2 separate regions of the Pan troglodytes genome follow, and region 2 is linked to region 1. A link is a contact called in public HiChIP or PLAC-seq data. All regions are on one chromosome and are shown on one strand. The core of a region is the stretch at or near the end of the contact, and the rest is flanking DNA. Distances in the headings are between cores, read along the strand shown. Region 1 holds the start of AP1S2 (adaptor related protein complex 1 subunit sigma 2). Region 2 holds the start of GRPR (gastrin releasing peptide receptor).

Region 1 (7,734 bases), core at 3,267-5,766:
AGGTGCATGCCACCACGCCCAGCTAATTTTTTTTTTTTTTTTTTTAATTGTAGAGACGGCGGGGTCTCACTAAGTTGCCAGGGCTGGACTTGAACTCCTGGACTCAAGCGATTCTCCTGCCTCGACCTCCCATATTCTTCCCACTTCTAGAGGTGACCAAGTCTTATCAAAACTACCTATTTGATAATGGCTATTTAGTGACAGCCCTCCTTTCTAGCGCCTGGGTTCAGGATCTCACAGTCTCCTACTGATCCTGCAGGTGCCAGTCTCAGCCCCTCCTGCCCTCATCCATTGTCTCAGTTCAATCTTTTAAGATATGTAAACCTGATCTTTTTCCAGCCCTGTTTAAAATCTTTGCCTCTAAGCTTAAGATCTGAGTTGCAGCCCCATGTCAATCACTAACTGGCATATGGCCCTAGACAAGTCACTACTCCCAAATTTGCATTCTTTATAAAATTGAAGTTTGATCAACAACGGCAGTTTTCAAACTCAAGAACTGTCTCCTGTGCAGAGGGGTAAAGGCCAAGTGAGCCAGGATACAGGATCCTCATTCCTGATTTCACAAGGAGCAGCCTCACTTCCACTCATTTTATTTAAGGTTCTACCCATGGGGCAAAAAGCTTAAAACAAAACAAAACAAAATCACCTGACTAGATCACTGTAAAACATCTCTCACCTCTCAAATGATATGATTTTTCTATGATCTTTAATAAGACCAAACGAAACACTGGATACAAAATCACCCAAAGATACAAAATCACCAAAGATCATTCAATAATAAAGAGGAGTCCTCAGTATTTAAGAAACTTATGTCTTGTAATCTCCATTTCTTCCCAGCCATCTCCCTGACAAAATATCCAACCCATATTTGGAGTGCAATAAAGGGAAGCTGAGAAGAAAACCAGACTTCTCTCCCACCCTCATTGTATCCCATACTGTTACTTCCATGTATACTCCCCACACAAGAGAACTTTTTATATGCAGAAATGCTCTTATCTTAAATTCAGCAAATTATTCAAAAAGAAACAAATGGGGAATGAAGTAAATGTCCCCTCAAAAAATGTTCTGTAAAAGAAGAAAGTTTATTTCTTTTAACCTACTTAGAACAATCTTGAGAAATTTATTTTAGGGTATTCGGGGTTTCAGATATTTATAAAATAAAGACGTATAGCATTAAAAAAATTTTAGTGTTAAAAGCCAATCTATGAGTCATTTTGTAACATCAAATTTTTAAAAAATCTGTCCTTGGAAAAATTATCTGTCATATTTAATTGCACCCCCACCATAGCAACAAGGGTACTTAAAAGTTAATAAACACTACTTACAAACACATCTCATGTATACACAAAGTTTTTAAAACATCTATGTGATTGAAATAGTCTACATAGTCAAGGTATTTACACGTGAGTAAGATTCTGAAAATCAGATAAAAGGCATGTCAAATATTAGTCATTACTTTATAGATTTTCGGGGAAAAAGAATTAGACTCTATCTGTACTTGTCTAAATTCAGAGAATTACTCACACAATTTAAAATACTGACCCTACTTTCCCCTGCAATGAAATGAATTCATTAAACTCTTCTATAAAGATGATTAAGCATGAATAATCATTTATGCCTTTAATTATATAACTAGTTTTCAAATGATTTCCCTGCCTTTATCATTTCAGCCTCAGTAATTATCAATCAAAACACTAGTTATTTTAAAAACACAAAGCTTTACCTTAAACCTATTTCATCTAAATCTTTATTAATCATTATTTATAAATGTCATCACTAAAGTCTGCAATTTCCTAAATGACCTAACATTTGATTCTATTTCACCTTTCTGACAAATAAAAATTATACCTTTTGTAAACAATCTTCAGATCTCGCCACTCAAGGAAGCTGCACATTTTAGGTTTCCGTGCTAAAACGGTCTGAACAAGTTCTCTTGTGATCTTTTTCTTCTCTTTGTCTGATAGTGGGACATACCATTTTTGCAGTCGAAGCTTTCCCTGACGACTAAAAAGCAACATAAACTGCATCTGTTAAGATAAATAAAATCAAGATTACATGTAATACTTTGAATCAATAAAGTTAAGATTATGTGTTTCACAGAGAAGTTTTGGGGGATGGGGCATTTACATGACAAATGATTAGTAGCCATCAATATTTCTATGCCAATTAAAATAGCAAGAAATTCTTTTGGACAGATCTTCCTCTAGATGCAAACCTTCCAATCCCACCTTGTTCCACATTAAGTTTGAAGGGGAGTGTGCAGGAGAAAAAAGAAAAATGGGTAATAAGCTGAAGTGAAATTTTTGAAGAAAAATAAAGATCACTCTTTCAATTTAAGAAACTATTTTCTACCTGTGCTATACATTGCGCACTCTCTATATGCATCAAAAGAGAATGGTAGACATCAACTGGTTTGGGTACTTTTGAAAGAAACAGAAGACCTGCTATTTTTCATCCAGAGGCCGTTCTAGTTCCAGGGTGAATTACCTGTAGACAGTAGCTTATGTCTTGGAATGTTCTCCTCAGTTTATGATGGCATATTTTAAGCAAAACAGAATGATCCAAAATATTAACCGAAAAATCCCATAAATACAAATTTTCATTAATAAAAAAGTATGTTTTCATCTGACTTTTAAAGCATTCCAACTTAAATATGTACAAAATCTAGAACTGAGTTAATGTATTATGAAAAAGAAAACAAACGTTTAAAAGGCCACAATAAGATTTACACTTATTAAATAAGATTCAGCATTGAAACATTACATGAAATACTTCATTTAAAATAAAAAATAGTATCTACAGATGGAATGGATGCTGAATTCTAGTGTGTTTTATACTTAAACTAATTTGTATGTATTTATTTGTGATCTGCAAATGTGTTGATTAGTCTGCATGTTTCATTTTTAACGCCAAGCTTTTTGTAATCCAATTGGTCATATCTCAACTGCAAACAGAAGTATTGTTTCTACAAAGGTAATTTAAAGGCAGAATTCACATAGGTATCCTTTTTTCTTTTAATCACTGTTAAGTTCCTTTAACAGCGTTACTGCAAATAAGATTCAAGCATGATTCTCAAGATTCACCACACCATCTTGAATTTGAACACGGGGAGGGGAAATTTACAGAACCAATGTAGAATAAAAATGGGCCCTAAATTTCGGTAAGAAATTATCGTCGCTTTTTGTAACCACCCAAAAAGGTATCAACAAGATATCTAGAAATGTATGACGTGGCAATTCAACTTTAGTAAAGTTAAAATGGTCTTATTACCTCACTTAAAATGCGTCAGGGGAACAAAATATAAGGACATTATTAGGTGATACCAAAGTGCCTCCCGTGCAAGTCCTGAAGATAGCGGCATTCGAAGGGGGCAGCAAGTGAAGCATCAACTGGGCATTTACTGCAAACCCGTTACCAGAACTTGGAAAAGAATGGACCTCGTATTCCTAGATCTTGGTGACCAGAAAGGGTGAGGGTTTGCCTGCGAAGAGTATGGGCTCAGGGCTGTCTGGAGCAGGGTCCTGTATCCGCCCTACCACTTTGCAGGACGAAAAAACAATGTATTCTCCTTAAAATAAATTACGTCCTAACATGGGACGAAACCCGGTTGCAAAGCACGAGTATTCCTTCCCTCGTGTTAAAAACCAACGCTTTGATTTTGCCGCAAATCACAGGGCACCACAATTCCTCGAGACTGGCATTAAAAACAATGGGCTCAGCCGCGGCGCGGGCTCGGGGCCAGCGTTCCTCGGGTCCGGCCGTCGCCGGTACCTCCCCCCCACTCCCGTGGCCACACTCCATCACTGACCAAGCCCGGGCGAGGTGACCAGCAAGGAGCGGAGCAGACAATGGCATCCGCCGCCGCGCAGGGGGCGCCAAGAGTCCTCGGCCGCCACCGCCCCCGGCCCCTCCCGAAAGCGCCCAGCAAAACTTGAGGCGATTCCCGAACCACAGGTGCCGCGAGGCTGTCGCGGAGCCCGGGACTGGCCCCCACATCCCCGGGCGCGGCGCGGAGTGGTGCGGAGGGCGCGGACACGGAGAGAAGTGAGTTGCGGGCGCGGCGACCCAGTGGCGGGCCGGGCAGGCTCGGGGTGGGGTCGTCGGGGCGCGCGCGGGGTGGCGGGGGGCGCGCCCAGTCCTCCCTCCCCCTCTCCCCCATCCCCGGCGCCCCCTTTCGCCCCCAGGGACTTACGGCGGCCGCGGGCCGCGGGCGCGGCGGAGCTTGGCCGGCGGCGGCGGCGGCGGCGGCGAAGGGGAAGCCCCTGTCGCCGTGCTGAGGAAGAGAAGCCGTGGTGCTGTGGGGAGGGAACCCGGCTGGCATAGGGCAGGCTTAGGCGGAGAGGGGAGGGCAAGCTGACAGACCCCGCCCCGGGGGCCGGACGAGGGAGGAGCCGGGGCTGCGGCGAGCTGAGGGGCGGGCTAGGCGACGCGCGGGAAGCGGCTCAGCGGTCGCCAGCGGCACCGGAGGCAGCGCGGGTAACCGCTGAGTCCAAGGCAGCCGATTGGAGGTTTCTTCGCTGAGGGGAGGTGCGAACCGGAAGCCGGGCCACGTGACCCGGAAGCGGCGTTTGCCGGGCTCGCGCGCCCGCGCGCCCGCGCGCTCTTGCTGGTGCCTCCGGGACGCGCGCGGGCGGCTGTCCTGCTTGTTTAATGATAGGAGGACGGGGTTCTGCAGCGTCCTTAGCCTAGCGGGTGGTGCGGAGCAGGGAAGTTCCGGACAGCGAAGAGCCACGTTCGAGCTCTAATGATTCTCTGTGTCCCCAGAGGATGGGTCGGGGAAGTGTGACGGCTGACGAGGAGGGTGGGAGGAGACGAGGGAGTGCTGCAACTCTGGAAAAACAAGTCAGCTCTTCTGTGGAGCTCGTCACGCATTCACGGGCCTTTTGCTATGATTCTGCCTCAAAATTGTCCGGAATCCTCCCTCTCCTTCCCATTGCACTGCTCCAGCCCTAGCCCAGACACCTTCCGCCCCGAGCTTCGCGGGAGTCTGTTCCCTGGGCTCGCCTCGCCCATCCTCGGTGCTGCGGACTGGATGAGTTACTGTCCGTTCGGCTGAAAAGCCCGGACAGCACCTCACCTTCGAGATCCCGCTTCCTTCACACTGGGTCGCCCCACCAGCCGCCTGGGTTCCAGTTTAGCACTGCCGACGACTTGCTGTGCCTGGCATGTCCTTGCTCCCAAATGTCACATCTCCTATGAAGCCTCACCCTAAAACCCTGTAAGAGCGATTCCCTCTTTCACCCACATGCCCGTTAGCCTTTATTTAGCACACCTTAAATTGTATTCATTTTGCATCTCAATCTAGTTCACAGCCTGGTATATAACAACTAATAAATGTGAGTTGACTGATAAAGACTATAAAATGATAAATTTGTTAAGAGCTGTAATGCTGAGCGTAATGCCTGAGCATAATGGATGTTCATAATTTTCTGAATGATAGAATGGATGAATCATCTAGTCATTTACAGATAAGGAAAGGGGAGTCCCACGGGATTAGGTGACCTTCCTTGAAGAGCCACGGGTTTCCCATATCGAAATGCTATTCATTACCCGAGTCACCTAGGTTCTTACAAAGCAAGCGAGAAAATTGCTTTTGTTGGGCCATGCCCCTTTTGCAGAGGTTCCTAAGTATAGTCGCCAGAATTTTTTTAATGGCCTAAAGTAAAAAAAGAAATGCTAAAATTTTCACGAAGCTAAATGTAATCAATGTAAAGGAATCCTTTATTAGGGATTATATTCTTTTTGTGTACATTATAGTATCTATGAAACTAAGACAGTAGTTTTGGGGGCTTTTAAAAAATGCTTTTGTATGACAAAACAAAAAGAAATGTGTAATACTTCCCCTTTTCAAGCACTACTGTGCTGCTTGGAAAGTTTCCTACTAACATGTGTGATTAATGTATACTGGAATATTAAAGAAAGGGGACGACACACGGCACAGAGCTGGCTTTCTGTAGTTCTTTAGGTCCCCCTCGCCCCCACCAGATTTCTCCCTACCTAGTCATGCCCCAAAGGTGCTTTCGAATGTCCCATTTCTCTCTTACTACAAGAAACAGATGCCATTAACCAGTTAAAAGATAGCTCTAATGCTACACAATGAAAACTCGCCCTCTGAATCCAAATGCTGCTTTTCTCTTTTTCTGTACAAAACACTTATATCCTGAAGGTTCCTGAGATAGCCACCTCCAAGTTTAAACTCTGATTATGCTCCTAATGTTGCTCTGAAAATGAGGACGGGAGACTTGCTGATGACATACTGGCAGTCTCCTTTCCTGCTCCTAGCCAAAAAAAGGTGGGGGTAGGGGTAGGGAGGGGAAGGAATTGTGGGAAAAATAATTAGCAGCTGAAAGCAGCTATTACATAATCTTGGCTGCTTATTAATTTAGCAGAAGGAATGGCTTATTAAATTCTAATAGCAACAGCACAACTGCAAACAACCTAGCAATTAACAGTGCAGGGCCCATTATTTTGTTAATATGTTCTCTTCTTTTGGCAAGTGTATGAGAACAATTTATAGAAGCAGATGGTCTTTTTCAATAGATTATAGATGGTTTATTCCCTAGTCTTAGTATTAAGTGCTAATTATGCATTCACTGTGAAAGACAAAAGAAACATGGTTGCCATCTTTGTTAGTAATTAACTGCTTGACTTTGATTCCCACGATTTCCCAATTGTAGGCTTTGTTATATACATGTTTCTTCTCACCTAGTATCTTCTTCATCCGTCATGTCAATTGGTTATCTTTTTTAATCCTGTTTTTGTTTTCTAGATGGTCCTGATTTATTGGTGTTAATATTGATACAAGAATTATATACAAAATTCGTTTCATGAAAAACTAAAAATCAGATTTTATACTTGTTTCTTAAATTTGAAAAAAATGCTTCACTGTCATTTATGCTAAATGTAAGAGGTGAGGGGAAAATAGAAATCTTTACCTTCTAACAATAAAATTTTGAGACTTTTTATGTAATCTTTCCAAAGTTTTCAAAAATAATTTTAGTTTCCTATTAAATGTGTGATGGCCATATACTTTTATCCTCTCACTGTCTCAAAATACCATTATTTTTTTTTTAAAGGGACTATTTAAAACACATACCCACGTGGAAAATAAGAGAGGGAACATTTACATGAGGATGTCGATAAGGATGTCAGGATACACTGTCAGCTCATCATTTAAACACTGATGATTTAAAGAAAAATTGTCATATATTGATATTATGGAGGAGCAGAAGTGAGGGGAGGTTGAAATAATGCTAAATCCTCATGTGCTAAAGGGAAGAAAATAGATAACATCTAAAATAAATCACGAACTAGAATTATCAGCATATTCTTTTGATACCAGGAAGTAAATCCCAGAAGCAGTGGTGAATTTCTTTCCATGGACAGAATCTTGCAGTAGGATGTAATAAAGGGTATTATTACATTTTACTTAGGTTTTTTCTTAAATAATTTTTTAAAATATTGTAAGGAGGTAGATAAAAACCATTCCATTAGTTGCTAGCTCTGTATTATGGACTTATACAGAGTTCCTTTAGCCAGTCTATAGATTATTTAGAAATTATTAAATAAAAATGCCCAATAATGGAATTCAGTGCTGAAGCCTTGTAGATCACAGAAAGTGTAAAAAAGATGTTTAGAGTTTGTGAATTTGCATCTCCAAAGATAAAGTTGTTCCAGGGAGAAAAATGGCCTAAAATAATGAGGATTTGTGAACCAAATCATTTCAAAATAGAT
Region 2 (7,734 bases), core at 2,546-5,045, 260 kb after region 1:
GACTCAAAATGAAACCCAATTCATTTTTTCCTTCCAGAAGACTCCTCTCATCTTTCTTCTAAGTTTTTAAGCCCCATAAAAAGTCACAGAATGTTGAGAAAAGAAAAGGGAACTTGAAATGATCCCAGCATTACAGGATCTGGATAGAGTCATCTGCCTCTTTTGTTCCTGCTGCAGTACTAAAATTTGACATCTCTGATTCTTCTCAAGCAAGAGTTGCTGCAGTCTTTTGAGCAGCTTCTCCGTGGTGCTGTCACAAATCTAATATTGAAATCACGCTTAGTCTTCACTGACTTTTACCACATAATCTTCTTCTCAAAGCCTAACTTCACTTGATTCTCTGTGATTCTTTTACTGTACATTTAAACTATTTGGCATTCAGGGTTCTAATTCTCAACCAGTCCTCTTAATTATTTACTTCTATGCTTTCAGACTTCACCTCTCATTTTCCATTGGCTTTCTTACATTCCCTTGTTCATCTAGCAAACTCAATATGCCTGAAGCCAAATTCAGCCTTTCCCTCCAGAAGCTTCCCTTTTGACCTTGCTCATAGCCAGTGGGAAGAGGCTTTGTCTCCACACTCTGTGGTCCCATTGAATCTACCTGTTCTCCTAAATTCTATCAAGTCACTGTTGCCCACCTCATGTTAGAGCCCCACAGAAAATCCAGTCTTTTGGAAAGATGAAAAAGGTGACTCTATTGACTGAAATAGAAACAGAAGTGACAACCCTGTCCCAACACATAAGAAAAGATGCTGAGTCATACTCCAATTCTATTCAGAAATTGGACTCCCTGAGGACAGAGATTTTATATTACATTTGTTCCATGTCATGTTCACATGTCAAAGTGACATCCCTGCCCCAACACATAAGAAAAGATGCTGAGTCATACTCCAATTCTATTCAGAAATTGGACTCCCTGGGGACAGAGATTTTATATTACATTTGTTCCATGTCATGTTCACATGTCAGAGGCATCTCATGTTCACCAGTAAATAAAAAGCTAAGCAAATGTCTGAATACGTTTGGTGTTTGGTGTTCCGGCTCTGCCGGAAGGTGACACATAATGGTAGGGATGGAAAGAGTCATTATAGTTAATTAGTTGAAATGACATAGAAATTATGGAATTAGCTTTTTTTTTTTTTTTTTTTTGAGAGGGAGTCTTGCTCTGTCGCACAGGCTGGAGTGCAGTGGCATGATCTCGGCTCACTGCAAGCTCTGCCTCCTGGGTTCACGCCATTCTCCTGCCTCAGCCTCCCAAGTAGCTGGGACTACAGGTGCCCATCACCACGCTTGGTTAATTTTTTGTATTTTTAGTACAGACAGGGTTTCACTGTGTTAGCCAGGATGGTCTCGATCTCCTGACCTCATGATCCGCCCGCCTCGGCCTCCCAAAGTGCTGGGATTACATGCGTGAGCCACCGCACCTGGCCCGAATTAGCTTTTTAAAGCATCCTTGATCCCAGAAAATATTAGATGTCAAACCTCAACACACCTTTACTCCTAAAATACCATTAGAAGAATCTATAGTGCTGTGGAACACATAATGCTAACACCAGCTATGAGAAATCAATATCTATCAGCATCCCCTTAACTTACATTGGAAGAAACACTAACCACCCAATTAGATTTAAGTAGTGAGGCTGACTCAGCACACAGGGGTGTCTAAAGAAATAAAGTGAAACAACATCCAGAAGTTCTCTTTGTGAACCAAAAATATGCCTTTTAGACCAAACTTCTTAGCAAGAATACAAGATCCATCACAATCTCACCCAAACCTGCTTCTAGCTGCATTTCACGCTGTTCTTTTTCCACCCCTGTCTTCCAATCTGGGTGACCCTCTGGATTTATAGATGTCCCTCTGCTCAATGTCATGCTCTTTCCTTTATGCCTTGATCCTAGGCACATATGATTTTCTTCATTCAAAAGACCTTGTCAACACTTAACCTTTAAGGATATCGTCTTTTCTGGAGAAAAGGTAGTTGCTTCACTCCAGAGAGGGGTTGGGGTCTAAAGAGCTGTGAGAGTACACATCTTCATGCTATTTTTCTCAGCCTCTTGCTCAGTGCCTGGCAACTGGTAGATGTTTGATAAATTTTTTTCAAGTAAATAAAGGAGTTGCTAATTCACTCGTATGAGTGCTTGCCTATTGATCTGAGGTCAATCACTCTTCTGAAGTCATTGGGCTTTTCCAAAGTAAGCCTTTCCCCCTCAATCTAATAATGATAATAATAATAAGTGCTAATATTAATTGAGCACTTACTATGTGCCAAATACTATGCAATCTTAACATGAATCATTTCATCAACTTCATAAGTTCTCCTCACCCTGCAGATGAGGAACCTGAAGCTTAAGACACTAAGTAACTTGCCATAATTATAAATGAGGGAGCCAGGATTGAAGCAGAGCCTGTGTACTGTATCATTAAGCTATATTGCTGGCACCTAATCAACACCACTGGGCTCATAGCTATTGGCTGGTTACTGGTGCTGCTGATCTCTGCCGAGAAGCTCTTCCACCTCTAGCCATGCAGCGTCAGTCTCCCTCCTGCTGGCAGAGAGGGGCGCTGAGCCTTTCATATTTACATAGAAAGCATGGCAGCAGCCTCAGTGTTGGAACCTGCCACTGGAAATGTCCATAACAACACAGTTGGGGGCTTTCTTTGTGGGCCCTGGCATGGTAAGTGCAAGTTTTGTTATTCCTTATGGGTTCTGAAAAATGAGACTTCACCTGTTAGTGACTGGCTTCACGTCATGTACCTGGAGGAGCTGGCTTCACATACATCATAAAGATGCACTCTAATAATGTATTTAGAAGTTGTTGGCTAAAGGTCTAAGCCTGATTCTAATAGCACTTCCTCAGTTAAGCTTTTTCTAGCACTCCTTCAACGATAACTTACTTCTTTTACCACCCACTCAATTCCTCAGTATTGTATCTATCACGCTTTTATAGTTCTTTATTTTCCACACAGGGCTATAAAGAGGATATTTGCTATAAAACATGGCAAACATTCAATTAAAAATGCAAATAGCTGCATCAAAATGCCGATTCATAAAATTTTTAGATCAGATGAGAAAAGACCCATTTTTCTGGAAAAGACTATTGATCATTGAGAGTTAAGAATACAGCTGGTTCCCAATTTAATTTCTCCCTGGTAAACAGAATAGGAATGGCTTGGCAAATCTACAGGAAAGAACATGTGTGCATTGTGCTTCTGGCTTTTCCAGATGTCAGTTGCTGAAGGTTTAAGGTGTGAGTCTGTGCATGTGTTTCTGAGGAGCAGTCCCTGTTCAAAGAGGCAGTGGGAAGACTGAGTGGGATAACTCACACATGGACACCCTGTGCATCAGTGTGCGTTTAATTCAAAGACAGACCTCATTTGATAGCAATATTGACATGTCATTCTAATGAATTAGAAAAAATGAGAAAATGGGATGTAAATCCCCATCTGGATTCATGGGGATAGTATCAGAAAGATTTTCAGTGCCTTTGCAGAATGCTAGCAACATTTATTAAATACCTACCCTAGGTGCTATGTGCTTACATGAGAAGCCAAAGGTATCTGTTAAGCTAGGTAGGAACTGCAGTCGGCTGGTTGCTTTTCATCTGGAGAAAGCAGGCAACTGGGCAGTGATTGAAGTGTCCAGCAGGGGGCTGGCATTCTCTGTCTATAAGTAACACTGGTTCCTCTTCAGAGCCTCAGCTCAGCGGAGCTGCCGTTTGCTGGTGAAGCCCGTGACGTGCAAAGCATCCTGCCTATAGGATTTGAGGATTTCTCAGTGCAGTTTTTTTCTACCCACTTTAAACCTCCAGATTCTAAATATCAGGAAAGACGCTGTGGGAAAATAGCAGGCCAAAAGTTCTTAGTAAACTGCAGCCAGGGAGACTCAGACTAGAATGGAGGTAGAAAGAACTGATGCAGAGTGGGTTTAATTCTAAGCCTTTTTGTGGCTAAGTTTTGTTGTTGTTAACTTATTGAATTTAGAGTTGTATTGCACTGGTCATGTGAAAGCCAGAGCAGCACCAGTGTCAAAATAGTGACAGAGAGTTTTGAATACCATAGTTAGTATATATGTACTCAGAGTATTTTTATTAAAGAAGACAAAGAGCCCGGCATAGATCTTATCTTCATCTTCACTCGGTTGCAAAATCAATAGTTAAGAAATAGCATCTACGGGAACTTTTAGGTGGGAAAAAAAATCTAGAGATGGCTCTAAATGACTGTTTCCTTCTGAACTTGGAGGTGGACCATTTCATGCACTGCAACATCTCCAATCACAGTGCGGATCTCCCCGTGAACGACGACTGGTCCCACCCGGGGATCCTCTATGTCATCCCTGCAGTTTATGGGGTTATCATTCTGATAGGCCTCATTGGCAACATCACTTTGATCAAGATCTTCTGTACAGTCAAGTCCATGCGAAACGTTCCAAACCTGTTCATTTCCAGTCTGGCTTTGGGAGACCTGCTCCTCCTAATAACGTGTGCTCCAGTGGATGCCAGCAGGTACCTGGCTGACAGATGGCTATTTGGCAGGATTGGCTGCAAACTGATCCCCTTTATACAGCTTACCTCTGTTGGGGTGTCTGTCTTCACACTCACGGCGCTCTCGGCAGACAGGTAAGTACAGGCTGAAAGTTACATGCTCTCCAAGGGTGATAGACGCCTGGGTAAATGAACTACCATGTCGGGACAGGGAGCTGATTGCACAAGGGAAGTTTTACTCAAACACGGATTCCCTTCCAGGAGGGTTTTTATTCTGGGCATGACTTCTTGAGTGTAACATATTGGTTTAAGAAAGAAAAGTGAATGATGGGGACAGAAGGAGACAGATGAGAAAAAAAAAAATCTCTAAGCAGAAAACTGAGGTGCCTTTTTCTGGAGACATATCTATTTAGCATTGCCTTTTCCTAACTTCTCCCTCCTTGCAAAATTAATTGACCAGTGAGAAAGACAATCACACCCAATAGAGTTTAAACCTCAGGCAAATGTTTTTTAGGAGCAATTGAAACCCCTCAGAGAACAGGAAAGTTCCACTGGATTTCTTCAAAACGTTCTTTCAGAAATAACCAAGAGGAGAAAATAAGCCTCATTTCTCTGAAATTCATTTTCCTCAGACAGTTTAACTTTTCTCACAGCTGATTTTGAATTTGACTCTCTGTGATAGAACAATTGTATGCCGGTTTTCCTAAGTCTCTCTTAAATGAAATCAAACATTATTTGAGTTTTTAAAATTTTCTGGAGAAAGCTCTATTCAAGGTTGATTTCTAATTTTAATATCTTTATTGACAATACTTCATATACCATGCTTTTGGGGCTTATTGTGGGGAGGAAGAGGGAGTTCACTACAGTTTTTTATTCTGGGAAATATACATATTTGCAAACTGCATTTCTTGTGTGAGCACATTGCATAAAAGTTTACGTTTATTTAGTCTTAAAACTATATATTCATTCTTTGAACATTTATCAAGTGTCTAGCATGTAAGAAACACTTACCTGAATTAACAAGTCAAGAAATAGCTGCAGGTTGTTCACATAAATTACTGAACATACTTTATGTACTTCTGTGTTCTGGAAATTGGACATAGTAATGAATAGACTTTCAGACACAGCATAGACCATATGGTCAAACCCAGAAAAACTGCTGCAATGAACCTAGGCTATAAATTTTTCACTTATAATCAACTGTATGTTATGTGTTAAAGATACAGAAGGATTTGAGAGTGTTCTGGAAAAGACATAGATGCTGCTCTTGAAAGTTTGTACTCCGAAGAAAATGTCCCACATTTTAATACATGTGGTGCTGGATTCTCATTTTGTAGAGGAACAAACAGTCCTCAGGTGATCTGGCTTTGTTGAGTAATGGACAAATAAAGATAGTGTTATCAGTATTTATAGATATGTGTTTATGCTTAGCTACCTGAAGCACACTGCCCAGCACACGACATTTTCAAAGTCTGAAAAGTAATAGCACAGAAGTAAGGTTTGCACATTGTACCGACTGGACAGAGTTTCTCCATTCCCTCCATTCCCCTTCGGCTTGCACAACCTCCCCTGCACATCTGCCCACAGATACCAATGACCACAGACGGTTTCATGTATTGATTCAGGGCTGGCAAACTCTGGAGCTGGCAGAAGGGCTGTGGCTTGTTACCAATGGCCGAGGGCTCTTCAGGATGAGGGTAATTTTCTTAATGGGAAGGAGAGATTTTGGTTTCCGGGTTGGTGAGTGCAGTGGTACAGATGGTGTTTACTCTCTTCTTAGGGAGAAAAACAGAAAGGAAAGTGAGGGCATGAACTGTAAAGATGCAGCTGCAGGGAACTCTTCTCTGGAGTTTCAAAGCAGACCAAGTTCACCATCAACAGAAAGGGAAAGCTCTTTCAAAAGCCAGGTTGCACTCCTTCGCGGCTCCAGTGTGTTCCCAGTAAGTTTATAGTTACTGCCTGTCCTTGCCAAGTTCAGAAATTACTAGAAGCTCCCATATAGCTAACTTTTTGTGTTTTGCTAAGTCTTTAAAAAGCTGATGGATCACCTGAATCACAGGTAGTGCATCTAACCAATTCCAATAGAAAGAATAGGTATTGAGCTAAATGATTAAGACTGTACTTTTTTTCTATTCATCTCATTTTTGAAAACAATGGGATTCTTCTATCTTATATCTCTGAGGTTGGCAGGGCAAATATATATTCTATATTATTTTTTCTTCTCAACAAGGTGTAATCCATATACACAGTAAACTGAACAAGTAACAGCTCAATATATTTTTACATATGTCTATAGAACTGCATAACCAGATGGAGATATAGAACAGTTCCAGCATCCCCCAGAGTTTCTCTTATGCCCTTTCCTAGTTAATACCCCCATACAGAGGCAATCACTATTCTGATTCCAATCACCATAGGTTATTTTTGCCAGTTCTTTAATCTCATATAAATGGAATCATATAGCAAGTACTCCTTTGTATCTATCTTCTTATGCTTATCATTATCTCTGTGATATTCACCTGTATTAATATGTGTAACAGTGTGGTTTGTTCTTTTTAATTGTGTGTGGTGTTCCATTGTATGAATACACTTTGGTTTATTTATTCCTTCTAATACCGATGGACACTGGGTTGTTTTTAGTTTGGGGATGATGATAACCTGCTCTGGACATTCTTATTCATGTCTTTGGGGAAACATAAGTGTTTATTTTTCTTGGATATATGTCTGTGAGTGAAATTGCTGGGTTATAGGGGTCTATATTTACTAAATATTGTCAGTTTTCAAGGTGGTAGTCTGTATTAGGTAGATTGGTGAAAAAGTGAATGAACCAGAAGACCCTCCAAACCAGATGATCACCAGAGTCACAGGGGAGCTTTAAAAACATACAGATTCCTAGGCCCTGTCCTAAATCTACTGAATTCAGGGTTCTGAGGCATGAGTGGGGCACATAGTGATAACCATCCATCCCTGCCCCCTATACATTGCCCAGCATTGCCAGTCCTCATTCCAGCTTCCCTTCTGCAGCTCCCCCCTTCACTGGGTGAATTCGAGTCTTTGTCAATATGAAAAGAATATCAAGTTTCTAGAAAAGTTTACACTGGCATCACCGGGTAAAAGGGAGACTTCAAGGCAGTCCCAGAAACCAGAATTCTGGGGATTTGCACAGCTGAGCAGTTGTAGGTTTGCATTCAACCACCTTCAATATTGATCCCCATCCTCCGTCTCCTCCCATGCTTTCTGTCCTTACACA

What was found. HiChIP or PLAC-seq counts read pairs in DNA pulled down with a chosen protein or histone mark.
Region 2: a contact with region 1 is called in an H3K4me3 HiChIP or PLAC-seq map of stem cell-derived excitatory neurons, with 11 times the contacts expected there. The contact joins the promoter of GRPR here to the promoter of AP1S2 in region 1. A contact is called at or near these places in 1 of 7 Hi-C or Micro-C datasets (induced pluripotent stem cells) and 1 of 1 datasets of contacts at active chromatin or transcription factors (stem cell-derived excitatory neurons).

Annotation. Positions count from the first base shown.
Region 1 is chrX:16,439,527-16,447,260 of NHGRI_mPanTro3-v2.0_pri, forward strand. AP1S2 (adaptor related protein complex 1 subunit sigma 2) reads right to left here and starts at 4,517. Exons shown (of 5, transcript NM_001252535.2): 1 at 4,193-4,517; 2 at 1,849-2,027. The coding sequence starts at 4,321.
Region 2 is chrX:16,705,113-16,712,846 of NHGRI_mPanTro3-v2.0_pri, forward strand. GRPR (gastrin releasing peptide receptor) reads left to right here and starts at 3,796. Exons shown (of 4, transcript XM_016944000.3): 1 at 3,796-4,619. The coding sequence starts at 4,207.